Linked DNA regions of Mus musculus: region 1 is linked to region 2. Evidence: chromatin contacts called from public HiChIP or PLAC-seq data. All regions are on one chromosome and are shown on one strand. Each heading gives the region's core, a stretch centred on a gene start, on an enhancer-like site or on the middle of the called end of the contact. The rest is flanking DNA. Distances are from core to core; before and after follow the strand shown. Region 1 holds the start of Dcdc5 (doublecortin domain containing 5). Region 2 holds the start of Qser1 (glutamine and serine rich 1).

Evidence for each region. HiChIP or PLAC-seq counts read pairs in DNA pulled down with a chosen protein or histone mark.
Region 1: a contact with region 2 is called in an H3K4me3 HiChIP or PLAC-seq map of embryonic forebrain, with 2.6 times the contacts expected there. The contact joins the promoter of Dcdc5 here to the promoter of Qser1 in region 2. A contact is called at or near these places in 1 of 39 promoter capture datasets (hippocampal neurons) and 1 of 115 datasets of contacts at active chromatin or transcription factors (embryonic forebrain).

Annotation. Positions count from the first base shown.
Region 1 is chr2:106,079,613-106,082,312 of GRCm38.p6, reverse strand. Dcdc5 (doublecortin domain containing 5) reads right to left here and starts at 1,314. Exons shown (of 24, transcript NM_177844.2): 1 at 1,073-1,314.
Region 2 is chr2:104,815,335-104,818,034 of GRCm38.p6, reverse strand. It overlaps Qser1 (glutamine and serine rich 1), which reads left to right and starts at 1,339. Exons shown (of 12, transcript NM_001123327.2): 1 at 1,339-1,435. 2310047K21Rik (a long non-coding RNA gene) reads right to left here and starts at 1,113. Exons shown (of 3, transcript XR_003953885.1): 1 at 1-1,113.

The sequences.
Region 1 (2,700 bases), core at 65-2,564, 1.3 Mb before region 2:
TCTCATTAAAAGAAACTAAGTACACTTTCCCTAAAAATAAAGTCTGAGACGTCCCTGGAAGTTCCAAGAGCTTTGATGAACTTTCTTCTGCCCATCGTGTGTTGCAGTTCTCCGAGTGGACAGCAGGAGGTGCTGTGTGAACACCGAGCCTGTCATCTGGAGCCCAGCTCCCTCCAGTTTTCTGTGTGCAGTGAATAGTGAGACGCTTTCAAAATATTCATTTATCAGCGGCCGGTGGCCTGAGATAATGAGCCAAATTCTAAAATGGAACCTCCAAGTTTACAATGTAAACCCCACCCTTATTTAACACAAAGGTTGGCTTCTCTTAAGTGTTATGTTGGAAGATTTTTTTTTTAATGGTACAACCTTTTTTTTTTGTAATTATCCAAACTGCAACATTCTGGTTACAATATAAATCCTTTTTTAAGTCAATCAAATGTCCCAAAACTAATTACAAAACCATATGTCTTTACCTTCACACATACATGTGTGTGTGTATAAATAAACATACAACTATAGAATAAATGCACAGAGATTAAAAGGTAAAATCTAATTTAATTTAGTCAAATACATTAATTCAACTATACTCTGGATCCTGAAATACACAAGTTAAATAAGTATAATGGAATTAAGTTCTCTTGAGGAGAAGTTAGTTCACGATTCATTTCTGTAGAATCTGATTTGCTTTTAGACCCATTTCTACAATAGTGAGGTGAGTTTACACCAGAGGAAAAATGAGGAGTCTCAGCCTTCAGAGGAGTGCAGATGAATTCATTTCCTTCGTTGGTGTTACTGACTCTGGAATAACCATGTAAGGATCTGCTTTTCCTCTGCAGAGTGAGCAGTGAGGAAAGATGAGGCAGATGACACTCCATACCAAAAGACAGACACAATCAGCCCCTTTCTTGCTGCCTTTGAGATTCCAGAGCATTTTTGGCTCCCTTAGAGGCGCTGAGCTCACAAAACATGTCACGGTTCTTTTATGACACAATGCCAATCATTGCGTCTATAGAACCAAATACATCTGAAAAAATATATATAATACAGTACTTTTTAAAAAGGGATGGCTTACCTGCTTGTAATAATATTTTTGCAGACTTTAACCGTTGATACAAGGCCCCAAGAACTCCTTGCCCGTGCATCTTAGCCCCCAAGGGTCTGAAACCTTCTCCCTTAGAGACCCAAAGTGGTCCCCTCAAAGGACTGATGGAATTTTGCAGGCATTTTTCAAGCAGAGAAACTACTGGAGAGAAAAGGGGGAAGGATTCCTTTGACCCAACTGAGATACGCTGTCTGGAATGCAGCCTCGAGACTAGAGCTAACTCTTAACATCTATTATTTATGTCTGACCTGGGTTAAGTCTTAGCGAGGCAATTCCTGCGTTACCAGTGGCCACCAGGAAGGATGTATTTATATTGCGACATCCCCCCCCATGCAAGTCTCATAAGCTGTGTGAGCACACCTGAATAGTTCTGAAGTGTGCCTAACTAGCTGCATGGAGTGTCATGGTGTGCACTGATTGCCTTATCTTCTCATTTATCACAGATGAGTTGGAACCAGCCTTGCCGAAAACCTACTTGCATTGTCCTGATAAAAACTGTACGATCCATGATGTTTCAGTGTCCTGCGTCCTGTAGAGGAGTCCGTGTACCCAAAATATCACATCTGGAAATTATTTATAAAGTATGATCCACACCTTTATAATAAGCCTTCCTACCCCAGGCCCATCATTGGTATTCGTTAAAGCAACCCACGACACAGGGTGACAAGATTGTTTAAATAGAAAAGAGGAGAATGTTAAGCAAGGATTTTCTCATGCCTTTGTGTTCCCAAGTCCCCAGAATATTTAAGCTAGTGGTGGATTCAGGAATGCTATCCCAGCAGGGGCTGTGGAAGGATATTTACTTGTGGGCCTGTCATGTAACATCCATGTGGACTTGACAGATATGTTTATACACTTTGCACATGCTTAGCTGATACAGTCTTTCTAGTGTAAAATACTCAAATGACATGGCAGCTAGGTAATGTTTTCTGAAATTTAGTTTTCCCCTGAAAAGCCAGAAATAAATAACAAAATCTTGGGGCCCAGAAAAAAAAATGAATACATATCACTTTTATTTAACATGGTCTTTTCTTAAATGTATGTAGATCCCAAAGATAAACATGCAAGATAGATAGAGATCCTAGCAATATTATTCTTACACATATTTCTGCAAGGAAAATGAATTAAGCAGATCACAAGCTAAGGGCGTAGGTCTGTGCCCTTGGTTATGTTATATGTTGCATATTTTATGCAAAGAAGCCCAGCACTGAAATGGAATTGCAATCAAGCACAGCTGAGCTACTGAGAGGTTGAGCTATGCAAATGGCCTTTGCTACCTGTGTTCTCCTAAATCTTACTTTCAGCTAAGAAAACTTGCAGTTTAGGACACCTGGTTCTCCAGCTCCCTACCAAAGCCAAACTTAAAGTCTGGTGTGTTCGCTGCTTAGAAAAACGTTGGAGATTAAGAGGTTAAGATTTCCTACTGCTATGAGTAAAATCAAAAACATAAGCGTGATGTGACGACATCTGTGCAGAATTCTGTCATCCAGTTGGAGAAACTAACGCCTGAAATTCTAACAAGCCCACTTTTATACACACAGAGAAACTACTTTTCTCTATATGTTTTAAGTAAATAGGTGTCTTACACTTTCATATGT
Region 2 (2,700 bases), core at 90-2,589:
ACATAGTCTCAGAACAAAATCAGTCTCGGAGGGGATGGCAGATCTAATGGCAGGTATTACAGAAGTTTAGATAGTCACCAGAGATAGAGAGTATCAGCTCTATTAGGTCTTCCGTTACGCCTGTCTGATTGGCTTAAACCTTTGTGCTAGTCTTTATCTTGAGAGATCTCTTTGCTAAGCACGTGATAGGTGTTAAGCCAATATTGATTTTTTTTAAAAGGAGAGATAGTCATTAAATCTAAGCTTCACGGTTAGTTTTAACTTTCAACTTATGGATCACAAGCCAAACGATTCATATGATCCCTGAATTTCATTACTCATAAGGAGAAACAGTTCGGGTAGGCACGACCTCAAAGTCATCAAATTACTCACACCACACAGCTTAGAAGTCCGATAAGGCAATGTTTGGGTAGAGTCTTGCAGAGATTAAACATCTTGAGCAGAGAGCCCCAACAAAGTGCATAGTGAGTTCGAATGTATTGTAATTAAAGTCATCCAGATGGTAGTTGGACTAATCAATGATGAGGCGGTATTTATCTTGGGATAGAAGATTCTGAACTCCAGAGTAAGAAAATCCCCAAGGTGGGGGGTGGGGACAGTTAATAAGTGCCCCTGGGAAAGGCCCATTCAGCTAGGGCTGCAAAATTCGTTTGAATTTGAATCAATTTGAATAGAAATCTCCCCCAGGAAGCAGGAACCAGATCCTCTAAGCCCAGCAAACTTTGGGCAGGAAGCGAGTACTGCAAAGCAACAGTCCCTTGTCTGTGGTTTGGGGCGCAGAGAAAGAAATCACAAGCGGGAATCGAGTGTTTGAGTTCCTTCAAAGAACCCGGGAGCGCAGAGTAACGAACTCCAGGCACAGTGCTGGCAAGCCCTCTCCTGTCCGCACCCATGCGGGTGCTCCGGCGCGTAGGCCTTCTCTTCACCGCTAGGGCGTCCACGGAGCAGCCCTCGTCCGGCCCGGCTCCCGAATCCGCAGCCAGCAGCGCGGGGCGCCGAGGGGGGCGGGGCGACGAGCGGGCGGAGGGCGCGGGAGGTGCATCCTGGGAAATCCAACAACATGGGGCGCCCGGGCTGCGGGCGCTGTGGCCGCCTCGCGTCCCGGCCGCAGGCGCCGCCGCTCTCCTGACGTCCGAGCCGAGGCCCGCCCGCCGCAGCCCGGTTCCCCCGCCCAGGCGCCCCCGCCCCCCGGCCGCGCCATGTGAGGGGCAGCTCCCGCCACCGCCTCTTCCTCCCCGCGCCTCCCGCCCGCCCCCGCCGCCTCAGCCCCCGCCATGGACGCGCACTACGCGCCCGCGGGCTTCGCTGAGCCTCCCGCGCCCCCCGCCAGCGCCGCCACGCAGCCCGCTGCCCCCGCCTGGGCCTACGAAGCCCGGGTCCCGGCCGCCGCCTCCAGCCCCAGCTGCAGCGGCAGCAGTCCCAGCCTCAAGGCCAGGTAGAGAGGGTGGGCGCGGGGTCTCACTGGGCCAGGAAAGGCCGCGGATGCGCCGGGGCCTGTGCCCGCCCCTCTCGGGGGCCCAGGCCGGGTGGGGAGCCTTCGAGGCGCCCTTCTTTGCTCCCGGGAGAGGCGGTGGACAACTCCTGGCGGGTGGTCCCGGCTGGGAGGGGGCGCATGGTGCAGGATTCGCTCCTGGGGCGGGTCGGGGCGTGGGGCAGAAAGGGAAGGTTGGGTGGGATGGAGGGGCGCAGTCACCTCTCGGTGCTGGACTCCCACATGGTAAAGTTTAAGCTCCGGGCTGACCTCGGTATCTGGGGAACCGGGACTGACTCCGCGGGGAGGCCTAAAGGGGCGCCGCGGAGTCCTGGGCAGTGACATTCCATTGTATTGGAATCTGGGTGGCCGACAATGTGGTGTTGGGGGCTTCGGCAGTGTGAAGGTGAGGGCGGTGGCAGGGCATGACGAGGAGCGGGGCCGTGTCGCTGACACTGGGGGTCCTGGGATGACTGGGCTGCAAGAGAACCCCCAGGGCGGGACACGAATGCAAAGCAGGGGCTGGGTGACATATGTTTATAGTGATGTAGTGTTCCACGCGTTCAAAGTTGCTTTTGGGTTTCCTCTGCTTTTAACAACGGCAGGAAGTCAAGATTCCCTCTTGGCTTTCAGTGTCTGGGGGTGACTGAGTTTTGGGAAGCGTTGAGGGCTGGTGGTCAAAGAAGGCTCTAGAGGTCGAAGACCCAAAGCATGCTTCTCCGTCTCCACTTCATTGTATAGTGCGGCTCTCCAGCATGGGCAGTAGACCCCAAAATGGGGACTCCTGTTTGCTATTTAAGCTCGCGAGAAATGTGTAGCAGTACTACACTTTGAAATGGTCACATTCGAATGATAACTGGAAGGCGTGGTCTGGCTTTGGGAGCGGGGTACTTTTTAAAAACCGCCTCCCCTAAACAATACTCGATCTAGTAGGTATAGCTTCTGACCCAAGAACAGGGAAATCCTGGCTGGTAATGACTTCATCCTCAGCTACCAACAGGAAGCCTTGTACCTATGTGATCTCACCAGGTTTCTAAACGATTTAAACGACACGAGTGAACTTTTTATTTCACTTTACACATTCTAATTACCTTTGTTTTTATGAAAGTGCCGCATTCATGATTTAGAATAGATGTGTAAAGAATTAACTAGTCTTTGTCTTAGATAGTCTCGGAGTTATTATGAAAGAAAGAAAAATAATAATGCTTCAATAAAAGAGTAATTATAAA